Linked DNA regions of Scylla paramamosain: region 1 is linked to region 2. Evidence: chromatin contacts called from public Hi-C data. All regions are on one chromosome and are shown on one strand. Each heading gives the region's core, a stretch centred on a gene start, on an enhancer-like site or on the middle of the called end of the contact. The rest is flanking DNA. Distances are from core to core; before and after follow the strand shown.

Region 1 (6,701 bases), core at 3,539-6,038, 96 kb after region 2:
CGAGGCTAAGTTGAGAAAAGAAGACCATTTTCTCAAGAATATCACCGTGTTGAGAAATACAAGTCGTTGCGTAATTCCTCGAGACGCAGCGATGATACTTCCACGTCCTTTCTTTTAGCGTGACTCAGCAAGACTCTGATCCCCATCAAACTTAAGACCGGTACCATCTGCGTGATGACGATGGTGATGATGGTGATGGTAGTGATGATAACGTCTGCTCAGCGACCGGCGCGTCACACTTCTGTTATCACGCGTCAAGGGAAAAAACAAACACAGTTTTCCGAAGTGACGTAAAAGAGAAAGAAACAGTTACATAGATAAACACAATAAATCTGAATCGGCATCTTTAAATTACAAGATTTCCTCCCCATTTCACATCGCCTTTGGTTACGAAACTACAACTCCCCGCCATTACACAACCTCACAAACCTGATCAAGTTGCACCAATCTGTCAATCTGGTTTCAATTTCCCATCCACACTGAGCCAAGGCAACACCCACCACCCAACACCCAACCCTCCACCAGCACCCACACCCGAGACAACACTCAACCTACCACTCAAGGCAACACTCAAACCACTACCCACTCACCCCCCAACACCCCACCTGGCCCCACCACCTCCCACACCCAAGGCAGAGGACGTTCATGGAGAGAGGAGTTTCAGGCGCAAAATTACCCGTCCGGAAAAAGAGTGAAAAGGTGGATGGACTCTCCTGTTCGCTGGGAAATACTAGTACAGGTGTCCCCCCTTCCCTCCAACCCTTCCCCTCCACCCCCCTCCCCCCGCGCCGCCAGGTGAGGCAATATTTTAATGGTCCCCACAATTTGCCGCGAACACGCTGAATCCACTGAGTTTTATGCCTTCCCAGCGCGCTTTTTTCCTGCAGAGTGGCGTGCCTATGCGTGTCCACAGCGGCGGGTGTTGCGGGGCCGTGGGTGTTGCTGATATCGGAAACATATACTTGGATTGCATGAAAAACGAGGCAGTGATTTTTTTTTTTCCGGTGTGTGTTTGTGAGTGTGTGTGTGTGACGGTGGAGGCTTTGCGGTGTGTGGGTGGCGACAGGTGCGACAGGTGAGTAAGAGGTGGATATACAGGTAAGAGAGAGGTGGATATGCAGGAAGGGAGAGGGAGAGGCTGGGAAACGCGATGAGATTCTTTAACGCATCATATCCGCTATTAAGTGCAATAAGTATAATGAACCCAAGCATTACTTCTTCCTTCCTGCACTTCATTTTTGCAACTAATATCTACCACGTACGTTTGCCCCTTCGTGGATCAAGTGTTTACGCGTTGCATCCCATAACACTGCCTCCGTTAAGTCAACAATCGCTCCGAATATTTTGCTGAATATTAACAAACACCGCGCCAACTGACTCACTTGCTACCTGGCTGACTACCTGAACACGTTACGCTGGATTCTTATGTATACAAGAGATGAGGATTACGAGAGCGTCCCATACGTGTAGCTGTAAGTCAAACATTGCATCACCACCACAAACATACACACAAACATACATCCCCGCGCGTTCCGTTACACTAATCATGTCGTGCCGTGTCTACATCGCTTTTCGCAATCCCATAATTGTGATATATTGAAATGCTAACTCCTCACCACTTGGCTTTTATTTTTTTTCTTTTTTATGGGTGAAAGACTGATCTAGGGCAATAAAAGACTGAAAAAAAAAAACTGCACAAAGAAGTCAAGAGTGGCCTGTCCAAAATTATGAGGCTGTTAGTATAGTGATTTATAAAGGCGTTACAAAATCATCATCCATATTCTCAAACGCTTCAGCAAGCATCTCATCTCGACTATACTTTATTATCTACTTACAGAATTATTATCCATATTCTCAAACATTACTGCTTCTCGACTACGTTATTAGTGTTTCCAAGAGTACTTTCGTGATTTTAGTATATCTGAACAAGGATTCTACATAATTACAGAAAAGAAGCGCCGATGAGAACCTGACCAATCACCTGTGTGGCCTTTGGAAAATAGTCATGAAAGCCCAAACCGTTTAAGAACACATGCTCTTAAGTGAATGAATGAGAACACACTAGAGTCAAGTGAAAACTGTGTAAACATTTCACCAGAGCCACTAACTCCCTCAATAATAGTCTGCCGTGATTAAAAGCACAGTTAATTGCAACAAGGAAAGTCTGTTGCTAGCCTCTATATAAACCTTGACCTTCAAATGAAAGACGAACATCAAATCACCTTCGGCGTCTTGCATGGTTAATGACCTTTCCTTTTTTTTTTTCATCTTTTCAACCTCTTCCTGGATTTACTCTTACGGAACACCAGCGGGAACATGTACACGGTCAGCCAGCCAGCCAGCCCTCCTTGCCTCTTCTTCACGGTACATAATGCGAGCCGGTGAGTGTGCTGAATAAGTAAAGAGTCAGTTTCTTCCTAAATGTTGAGTGTGTTGAAGGTGCGATGGGCGAGTAGCGGTGGTGGTGGTGGTGGTGGTGGTGGTGGAGGAGGAGGAGGAGGAGGAGGAGGAGGAGGAGGAGGAGGAGGAGGAGGAGGAGGAGGAGGAGGAGGAGGAGGAGGAGATATGAGCGAAGATGATATGAAGGGACACGCTTCCTCCACCAGCGACAAAACTTCTCCCAAGACGGTGGCGGAAAATTACGTACCTGGAAGCAACACACACACACACACACACACACACACACACACACACACATCTTTCCCGGAACGATCCGTGCTCAGCGCGCATACCCTCACGCGGGCGGCGCCGATGGAATATAAAGAAAATGAATAAATACAATCTACCTCCGGGAAAGGAGAGGCCAAAACGTGAAGTGTAGGAAGGGCAGTTTGTATCGATTCTCCCTTCGTTCACATCCAGCGCCGCCCACCCAACGCGCACCCACTCCCCGCCCTCCTCCTCCTCCTCCTCCTCTTCTGCCATCGCCGCCACCACCACCTCCGCCACATCCCATCACACTCTTCCCTGCCTCAAACCCATTGGTTTCCTATTATCCCCTCCCTCCATGCTCCATTCCCCTCGCGGCACAGTGCCACATATCCGTCACGCTTCACAGCACGGCAAGCCTCCCGCTGCACCCAGGCAGTGCTCAGCCGCTGCAAGATCTGCGTAACGAGCCAAAGATGCAAAATTCATCACGGTGTTTCCTTACTATGGTGCCTAACGCCGTGTGAGCGTAGCGCCGGAGCAGCGTGATCGCGGCTCCCGCTGGCTGGAGACCTCAGAATGAGCCGGGCAGAAGGAACCCCTCCCGCCCCCCGCCGTGCGGCCCGCCATCTGCCGGGCCGCACTCCTGCCGCGGCTCCAGGGTCGATGGGACGCCCACCCCGCTACTCCCTCGGCACCCCCACCCACACCACCACTCGCTGGCCTGGCATTACTGTGCTTCTTTGTTTAACTGAATCTACTCAAGGCACAAATAAACAAGTAAAACGATGCCGCGGTTTATTTTTACCTCAAACTCATATTATACAGTGTAATATAATACAATAACTTTTCCCTTCATCTCCCCGACGCACCGTCTTGCTACGCCCGCGGCATAGTGAGCCACTGTTCCCAGTGGTCGCCGTAATTATGACGGTGGCCGACAGATGGCTCCCGGCACGGACAGCTCACAGCGGAGGGACAAAGCGAGCTGCCCCACTCCCTAACACTTCCCCGGATAATGACTTTAAAATATGAACACATGAATAATAACCGAATATAAACGTCTTCCATGTGTATTTCACAGCGACGCGCTCGGCATTTCCATCTCGCTCTGTCCCACACGGCGAAGCTCCTCGCCCGACCAGCTGTCAACTGTCATGACATGAATACCACCAGAGGGAACTTGTCATCCCCCAACACGTCCTCGTCCCTCGTCACGACCCACTACGCCAGACCCACGCTTCTTGTCGCCTGCGAAGGTCGTCAACCCATCCATGCTGGTTCCCATCAGGCTGCCACTACCCGGCGGGGCAGCTTGGGGCGGCCAGCACAGGACTCCCCATGTCAATAGCCAGTCCCTGCCGCACCTCTCTGCCCCTGCCTCCTCTTATCTCTCCCAGCTGGCATCCCTCCCTCCCTCGCCCCCGCAGTGCAAGATCGATCAAGAGCTGCGGTGTGAATGTGGGGCCTGTAGGAGGGAACGGGGGCGTGGGAGGGAAGGCAGGCCAACCCGCGGGAGGAAGGAGTAAGGCAGGGAAGGATGACATGACACAGGCTCCCCATAAGAGGTCACGCGTGGATCACAGCGATAAGGGTTAACGTCAATCTCTAGGCATCTCAATAGCATGACCGCCCGGGGCAAGATGACCTGCGAGGAATGTTGGGAGGGCAAGGGCGGGATTTGAACAACCCCGGGCGGAAGACCATGCCTCAAAGCTCACGAATATTGAGAGCAACGCTTCCCGCCTCCAGCACCACCGCGAAGCCTTGGCACTGAACGCTCGCCACTGAGTCTGAGGCACTCCCAGCTCCCACACAAAGCGAAATGTGAGTAAGGCAGATGCAAGGCGTCCGAGCGGCCCTTCCTGCCCGAGAGGAACACAGCGTCAGGCCCGGCAGCCAAATCCACTTGTGTGCGGCCTGCCCTACACTCCCCCCACAGCTTCCGCACCCCAGAAACGCCCTCCACTGCCATACATTCATGCCTTCGCACGTTTGGACACAAGACAGCACAGTTAACCTACCTTCCTCAGGACTGTTCGCCTTTAGTCTACGTCACACCGAACGAAAATCACGAACCCTCCCGCTCACCACCTCACTGAGAACTAACTCTTGTTTACAAGGTAACGACATCGAGGCACAAGTTGTCGTACAGTCGATAACCTCCCTGCCGGTGTATGATATTTGTATCTGAATACGTTGATATGCATAAGTTTTAAGTGTATCCTGATAATATAAGTGATTCTTGTAAAGTACTATTGGAGTTAATACGGAAGAACTGTTTGTATAATCGTAAGCGTGGCAGCGGCGCACGATGATCGCCCCCACCCTCGCTCTGCCTCTGCGCCCACATTCAACCTGTTTTATTTATTTTCCTCTACGTACCCCAGCACCTCACAACAAGTTATACAAAACGACTTTGGCACTGCCATACCCTAAACTAAGAAAACTCATGGCCTCCTACATGACTGGTCCTCGAGGAAGTGAAGTATACTGCACTTTTTAAACACGATTGCCAAAAATGAATGCAGGAGTCAACAGCCCAGCAGCAGCCGTCCAGCAGCCACTCAACATGACGTGCCCTCGCCTTCATCTCACGGGACCTTTTGCGAATAAACTACGTATTGCATAAGCAAAATAACTGCATCAGAAAGCAATAAGCAGTTTGAAGGGTAAATCACAGAGTGAGCTTGACACATAAGTGTGAGAACATACGCTGAATCGAGGAATTGGTTTGGTAAGGACAAGTGGGAGCGGTATGATGAACCAAGCGGCGAGCAGACAGTGGGGGGAGAAGACCTTGGTGCGTACAGGCAAAAGCAACTCCTTGTCCACCCCGTAGCCATTTTAAGGCTGTTCACTTCTTGCCGGAGACGACTGCAAAAAAAAAAAAAAAAAAAAAAAAAAAAAAAGTAAATAACCGCCTAACCTCAACCCGACGCAACCAACCGCTGATCAGGTGCTGTAAACAAGGCTAAAAATGAGAGTACCCTGCTACGTGACCTAATGTAGCACGCATGACCAAGCAAACGACATTTGTGTACATTGTATTTAGCAGCCTGGAGGTAAAATAAATGAGAGCGTGCCCGCGCAACCCAGTCATGAAATTACAAGGAGTCTGAATAACTTAATAATGGCGAGGGATGAGTAACATTTAGTAAATTAGAAGCGTCATGACCTCTACTGCTCCTGTCACCGATGATTACCGATCTGACTTACCTGGTTCACCTGCACATTATCACTGACATTAATTATTTGACATGACCTGACCTTGTAGGACGCTTTATACTCACATTCTTAGAGAGAGAGAGAGAGAGAGAGAGAGAGAGAGAGAGAGAGAGAGAGAGAGAGAGAGAGAGAGAGAGACTGGAATAATAATATCACCATGCAAATGATATCCAGGAATTATTAATAGTTACCCCCAGAGGTTCTCAGTGTGTGTTGTTGTCATTTTCTTCACATTTTCATCCCATTTTCAGCGAGGCGAGTCGACCTCATCCCTGCATACTGGCTCCGGCAAGGCATCTTTTCGCTTTATCTTTCGACCCTTTTTAGCACAGGAAATTGCGTTATTGCTGATAATGATACTGAGGCTGACAAGGAAGAAGAGGAGGAGGAGGAGGAGGAGGAGGAGGAGAAGAAGAAGAAGAAGAAGAAGAAGAAGAAGAAGAAGAAGAAGAAACAAGAACAAGGACAGAGAACACCAGCAGCAGCAGCAGCAGCAGCAGCAGCAGCAGCAGCAACAACAACAACAACAACAACAACAACAAAACAGGAAGAAGGACAAGAGCAAGAAGGAGAACAAGAACAAGACGGACGAGAAGAACAAGAACAAGAAGAAACACAAAAACAAGAACAAGAACAAGAAGAAACACAAAAGCAAGAACAATAACAGAAAGAAAAACAAGAAGGAAAAAAGGTGAGGCAAAAAAACAGGAAAAAGAAGAAGGTAAGATTTCACATGCATACACAGTGACTCGTAATAACAACTTTCCCCAGCCATTAAGTAGGTATATTTTTCTTTACGCCAGAGTAAATAATAAAATCCTTGC
Region 2 (6,488 bases), core at 3,980-6,479:
CCCTGAGCGGATCACACACCAGGATCTCACTTGCACTGCCCACCACAAAGAGGACAGTGGTGCAAGTCATGATCACCGCAGAGAACAGGAATGTCAAGCCGACACCACTGAGGAAAAAAATAATACATAACTAAAATGATCTGGAGTAATACTGAGATGATGCATATAGTTTGACTAAAAATGTACACATGTTGCATATAGTTTGACTAAAAATGCATGGTATTAAGTCATGTTATCATTAAATTAATATTCACTAAGGTGGTGATTCATGTTACAATGAAAATCACTTTCACTACATAATATAGAGTTTGTGAACATTCAAACATCCACACTTCAATAAGGTGAGCAAGGGAAAATAACTCATACTTGAAGATGGTGAACACGTGAAAACAAATGAAGTCCTCCGAGCAGCCTCACACTCACCACATGAGCCAGGATGCCCCCGTGGACTTGTGGCAGGAGGACGCCTCGTCGGGGCGGCGGCCACAGCAGCCGAACACCACCCCCAGTGTGAAGCACAGTGTGATCACCAGCAGTAGGATGCATAATCCCATGGAGCCCCAGTATCTGCATCACACCACCACACCTCACATGTCAGCCACATTCATCATGCAAGTCTTAGTTATATTTGATTACATATACCTTTTTTTTTTTATTAATGTAAGAGGGACACTGGCCAAGAGCAGCAAAAAGAGTGAAAAAGAGGGCCACTGAAAGAGCCAGTCCCAAAAGAAAAGTCAAAAGGATCATCATAATTGGAGAAATGTCTTGAGTGACAAAACACACTAATGAAGATAACAATTTCTCATGTATAATTTTACACTGGAGAATCTTCTCAACAGTTTTCTAAAGTAAGAATTAACTTGAGCCACAAATGATTTCACAAGGGTATTCATAACAGTGATTCAATAACTATGAGACAATAATATAACTCAACATTAGTTATGCTCCTATACCTAAAACATAAACAAAAAAATAAAAAAATAAAATAAATAAATAAATAAAAAATAACATATGAAAATACAGTGAAATATTGTAGTTACTAATATCTGACACCACTGCATTTAACACAACACATATATATTGTAACTACTACTGATCACATCATACAACTCAACAGAAATTACTCCTCCTATACTAATGCTATTCAGATATGCATAGAAAAAATAATATGTTTGTAGAACTAAAGTGAAATATTGCAGCCACTAATACCCAACACAACTGCATTTAACAGATCACATATAACTGAACTACCAGCAAGTGTTAGTCCTGAAAACTTACCTGTACATGGCATATTCATTTATCCCATCTTGCATCACCCTCAGGTAAGCGTTGATCTGCCGCAGGTAAGTGTTGGGCTCCTCAGGGTATGAATTGGGTTCCTGTGACTCACTCAGATCAACAGGCTGAAGGAAACGGTGGATCTTCTCGGCAGCGTCTTCCAACTGGCCACCTGAATGTTAATAAAGGACTGATAAAGTGTTCTGTTCTATTCCATCACAAGTGGTAATTTTTTTCTTTCCCTACATCATGAAAACAAATAGCAAAGGCACACTTACCTACATCCACAATCTTTGCCTTAATCTCAGGTATTGATCTCTGCACCTTATTCTGGATCTCTGTGGCTATAGAGTCGAAGGAGCGCTTCCCTCGCTTCACCACTATCTCTATGTCATTCTCTATCAAGTTTGACACTTCCTCCAGCTTTGACTCAACATTTGGAAGCTGAAATGGAAAAGAATATTTGCAAATGATGCATCAGACCACTACAATCATGCCTTCTCTAGTATGCCTGTCCTAACTAAAGTTGCTGATATGATATACAAAATAATGTTAAAGTTAAGCTCTGCAATGTTTGTTTTCCATATTCAAAGTATGCTTGACTACATGAATATAGGGAAACATTAAAATCTAGCAAATCACACTGTTTCTGCATCTAATTTGTTAAGTTTAAAAATACAGAACACTCAACTATGGCTTCATTCTGACAATTGCAGACATCAACGAATTTATGTTACTTGATCATGTTTCAATAAATGGTTACTGACTGACATGGTGACCCTTGCATCAACATACAAGGATAAAAAAAGTTCTTGGGTGCTCTGAATTCTTCATGCTGCAGTGTGGACACACATGATCTGTGCCTGGCAGCAGGGAGAATTGCAAATACAAACAGGGACGGAGGGATCCATTGTGTAATTAAAATTCAACAGATAATTTTTGAAGCTTGAGCTTGTTGAAAATTAAGAGTTTCATTTAATATCCATATTTTCCCTTATGGGCTCATCATCCCTCAAGTCTCATAAGCATTTATTTGGAGCAAAAAGTTTCCTTTCTTGGATGCCCTCCTCTGATGACAGCAGCCTTGATTTTGGGATGACCTTCACTGAGGAAGCCACTGACCAAGGCTGTCCAGGTCCCCTGCCCCATGTGAGGCAGGTCTACTGAGTGGCTGCACCTCATGGTGGGTGGTGGGCAGTGCAGCCACCACATTCCTGCACCACTAATAAATAATAACATGTGAAATGCTGCATTGTTTACACACAACTCATAAAGAATGATATATACCATTCTGTCAATGCTAATTACTCATCCTTTATATTGGTTTCATTATTTCTAACCTCAATGTTGCCAATTATATTTTTATTTATTCCACTGGATGTGTTTAACATGTCTGTTAGTCACTGACATCTATAAATCAAATTTCCACAATTACTTTTTCCATATTTAGATTATACAAGCCAGTAGCAATAGTGACTGGCTTGAGCATTTTCATTTAATCAGGCAAGGATTTATATGGCCCTTTATGGAGCAATAACTATATAAGAAGCCATATTAATCCCTCTGCCAGGCTGTCCTCTTTCCACCAGCACATGTACTGCCAACACTGCACTTAACTATCACTTTATTACCAGCATCTGTATTGAAATATAATTCTTCATTTTCAATTCCCCGAAAATTTTCAAAGCTTGACTCCACAAATATGCCAAAAGTTGAGAGCTGTGCAGGTAACAGAGCTGACAACCATCAGCAAGGAGGATGAGCCTCACACCACAGGACCAGACCAACACACAGAGGAATGAGGTCATCTGTCTCTGAATGGCATGAGGCTCAGTCCTGACACAAGTTGATCCTACTTGCATTAGCTGTATTAGTTTCTTTCCTTTTACAACATCAGCTGATTTGGTAACTTATCTCTAGGATATGCTCTACATACTCATACAAACAGTTCACTGATATATGGACATCTACATTCAATGGCCTAATCTACTTTTTATTCTTATTCCGAGGCTATATGGGTAATTTATGTTCTAGCATTGTTATGGAGTGAACAGGACAAGGCACACTTTGCACGCTCAAAGAGAAGAGGAGCAAGGCAACACTGTGGAGATCCTACAGCATGAAACATTTTGAGGTATGTAGGACACAGATATAATATATATATATATATATATATATATATATATATATATATATATATATATATATATATATATATATATATATATATATATATATATATATATATATATATATATATATATATATATAATCATGAACAAAATTAAAATACATACCTACGTATATTAAAAATCAACATGCTTTTAATTTTGAAAAGTATCTTAGGAGAAAATACTTGAAATTGATATAAATACTTAATAACATATATGTTCATATAAGCCATTGAAATTTTCTACAAAGTTTCAAAAAATTTAGTGTTAACTACAGGCCATGCCATGCATATTGATGCTTATTAGTATTACAATTCATCATGCAGAAAATGAGACTGAATGATTACTTGGTTATTTCACAATTCATGCATTGGACTCTTGCCTTTGAGGAGGGTATTTTTGAAAACAAACAAATAAATGAGGTAGTAAAGGGGGGAAAGCAATTGCCAGGACAAAGTGTAAACGTTAAGATTGTTACATTACATGCTGGCCAAGTTACCTGAGGCAAAACATCGGTCTTCAGATACTGTGAGGAAGGAACCACATGTTAGTGCCATCACCCTGGTCTACCACTGTGTTGCTGAGCTTCTGCCTCACAGTGGTTCTGTCCACTAATACCTGCACACAACTCAGCTAAGGGAACAGCTATCAACTAGGCCATTAGGCTGAACTAATGATCTATCTCAAGTTAATATATAACACTGTAACAGTACTAGGCTAACACTATGACTTTAACCACAACACTCACAGAAGTTCAGCTCACACTTGTTATGCCAAAACCCTCATGATCTCAGTTAATAATGTCCAGCTGATCACAAAGCCAGGATATGCACCATCATCCACAGACCCAGCATGTCATGGGCACAGCAGACACTGGTTGCACATCTCTGTGCTATGACTGAGCTGAAGTCTAACATACTACAGAAACACCCTACAGCAGGTATCACTCTGTCCTGAAACACCTGTTAGTCTCCCAAGGAGCCTGCTAGTGGTGCTTGGTTAGGGTGGAAGATCAAATTAGGCTAACACTAATTTACATATATAAGTAATGCCAATTTTAGGCTGAGGTTCAGATGATGAACTGTGAGTACAAACTACAAACACATAAAAAGCAAGTCAAAAGGCCATAAGTGCAGTTATGAGTGAATGCCAAGGTCTGACTTGTTTGCTGTTGGTCTCGAAAGTCACGCAATGCATAGAAGATGCGACACTGATCTGAGGCTTGTGAAAATATTCCATCCATGCCTTTACTTAGAGGAAAGTTCGTATTATCAGCATCACAATGTTCTTGCCAATTTTCATCTGCACAACAACTTAATGACAAAAAGAGCAAATTCTGCCCAACATTTCTAGTATATGTAATCACTTCTCATGGAATTTCAAATACAAAATCAACAGAGACTTATTCTCTTTTCTTTTTTATATAAAATTTATACCATTGCACTCTCAGTGACAATACAATCTTGTACTTTTATTTTGTTAGAATTACAGAAGTCAGATGTGTATGTAGTTCCATGCAGGTCATAATGGTGCATACCTGATCAAAGTCATTGTTGATGGTGAGCTTGTCAGCATACTTGGTGATGAGCTGTCGGCACTCAGGCAGAGACTCACAGGAGTTGTACAGTTCCTTCAGCCGCGACGCCACATCCTCCAGCCCTGCACACACCAACACACCAACACCACCCCTTAGCAATACTGCCACTACTGGATTTCATTACACTTTATTCACTACTGCTGTAAATATATCTGTACACAGAGGACTAGAAATTGACCCCTTATGACTGAGCAATAACACTATTTGGGACGCTATCAACAGCCCTTAGAAATGGAATGCCCTGGATATTACAATATATAACAAATTCTTTTATAAACACTGACACCTTGGGCATAGTGGGACAATCAGGAATGACCATCAGGAGCACCTAGCCTGGGAAACCAGTGTGTGTGTGTGTGTGTGTGTGTGTGTGTGTGTGTGTGTGTGTGTGTGTGTGTGTGTGTGTGTGTGTGTGTGTGTGTGTGTGTGTGTGTGTGTGTGTGTGTGTGTGTGTGTGTGTGTGTGTGTGTGTGTGTGTGTGTGTGTGTGTGTGTGTGTGTGTGTGTGTGTGTGTGTGTGTACATCACAGCAGGCCCGCGAGGCACTGGGACTGACCACTGCGCAGGTTGGATGTCTGGTCCTGCAGCTGGATGGTGGTGTTCTTGATCTCCCCAAGGTCCTGCTTGATCACTGAGAGGCTGGAGGCAATGGCTGTCAGGTTGTCAATGGCCACAGCCTTGGTCACCCTTGCCAGCTCACTCTTCACCAGCTCTCCACTACCTGGGGACACCAACCATCACCACTGCAGCACACTATTCACACCATCAGAGAAGGAACACTCATTCCCACACCCACACCAATTTATTCATACCATCAGAAAGAGAGAGAGAGAGAGAGAGAGAGAGAGAGAGAGAGAGAGAGAGAGAGAGAGAGAGAGAGAGAGAGAGAGAGAGAGAGAGAGAGAGAGAGAGAGAGAGAGAGAGAGAGAGAGAGAGAGAGAGAGAGAGAGAGAGAGAGAGAGAGAGAGAAAGCACTCATTCCCAATGAGCACATTCACACCTTCAGTCATGTAATAAACACCTAACTCCTAATTATGCATCTGAACAAGAGATACAATGCTTTCAATATGCACATACCATAAAGAAGACTGTGAAAAGAAGCATTCAGTATGTATTTATAGAAGTAGTTATGAGGATGAAACAATATCACTTCTTCAAATAATCTGTAGTGATCACTTGTTGAACTGAATATCTATTTATCTGTCTATCTGTCTATCTATCTATCTATCTATCTATCTATCTATCTATCTATCTATCTATCTATATATATATATATATATATATATATATATATATATATATATATATATATATATATATATATATATATATAGAGAGAGAGAGAGAGAGAGAGAGAGAGAGAGAGAGAGAGAGAGAGAGAGAGAGAGAGAGAGAGAGAGAGAGAGAGAGAGAGAGAGAGAGAGAGAGAGAGAGAGAGAG

The links. A called contact is a pair of places that touch in the nucleus more often than the background predicts.
Region 1: a Hi-C map of testis shows a contact between it and region 2, with 3 times the contacts expected there. The contact joins the promoter of LOC135112698 here to the enhancer-like site in region 2. A contact is called at or near these places in 2 of 2 Hi-C or Micro-C datasets (muscle and testis).

The regions. Positions count from the first base shown.
Region 1 is chr24:9,339,813-9,346,513 of ASM3559412v1, forward strand. LOC135112698 (prominin-1-like) reads right to left here and starts at 4,789. Exons shown (of 22, transcript XM_064027388.1): 1 at 4,674-4,789.
Region 2 is chr24:9,243,387-9,249,874 of ASM3559412v1, forward strand. It overlaps LOC135112698 (prominin-1-like), which reads right to left. Exons shown (of 22, transcript XM_064027388.1): 6 at 5,605-5,769; 7 at 4,990-5,111; 8 at 3,952-3,978; 9 at 1,560-1,725; 10 at 1,282-1,453; 11 at 424-567; 12 at 1-107. Among protein-coding and RNA genes, the nearest start is that of LOC135112697, 42 kb to the left of the region's middle. Within about 2 kb of position 5,230, the one cell type or tissue checked has an H3K27ac peak away from gene starts, as active enhancers do.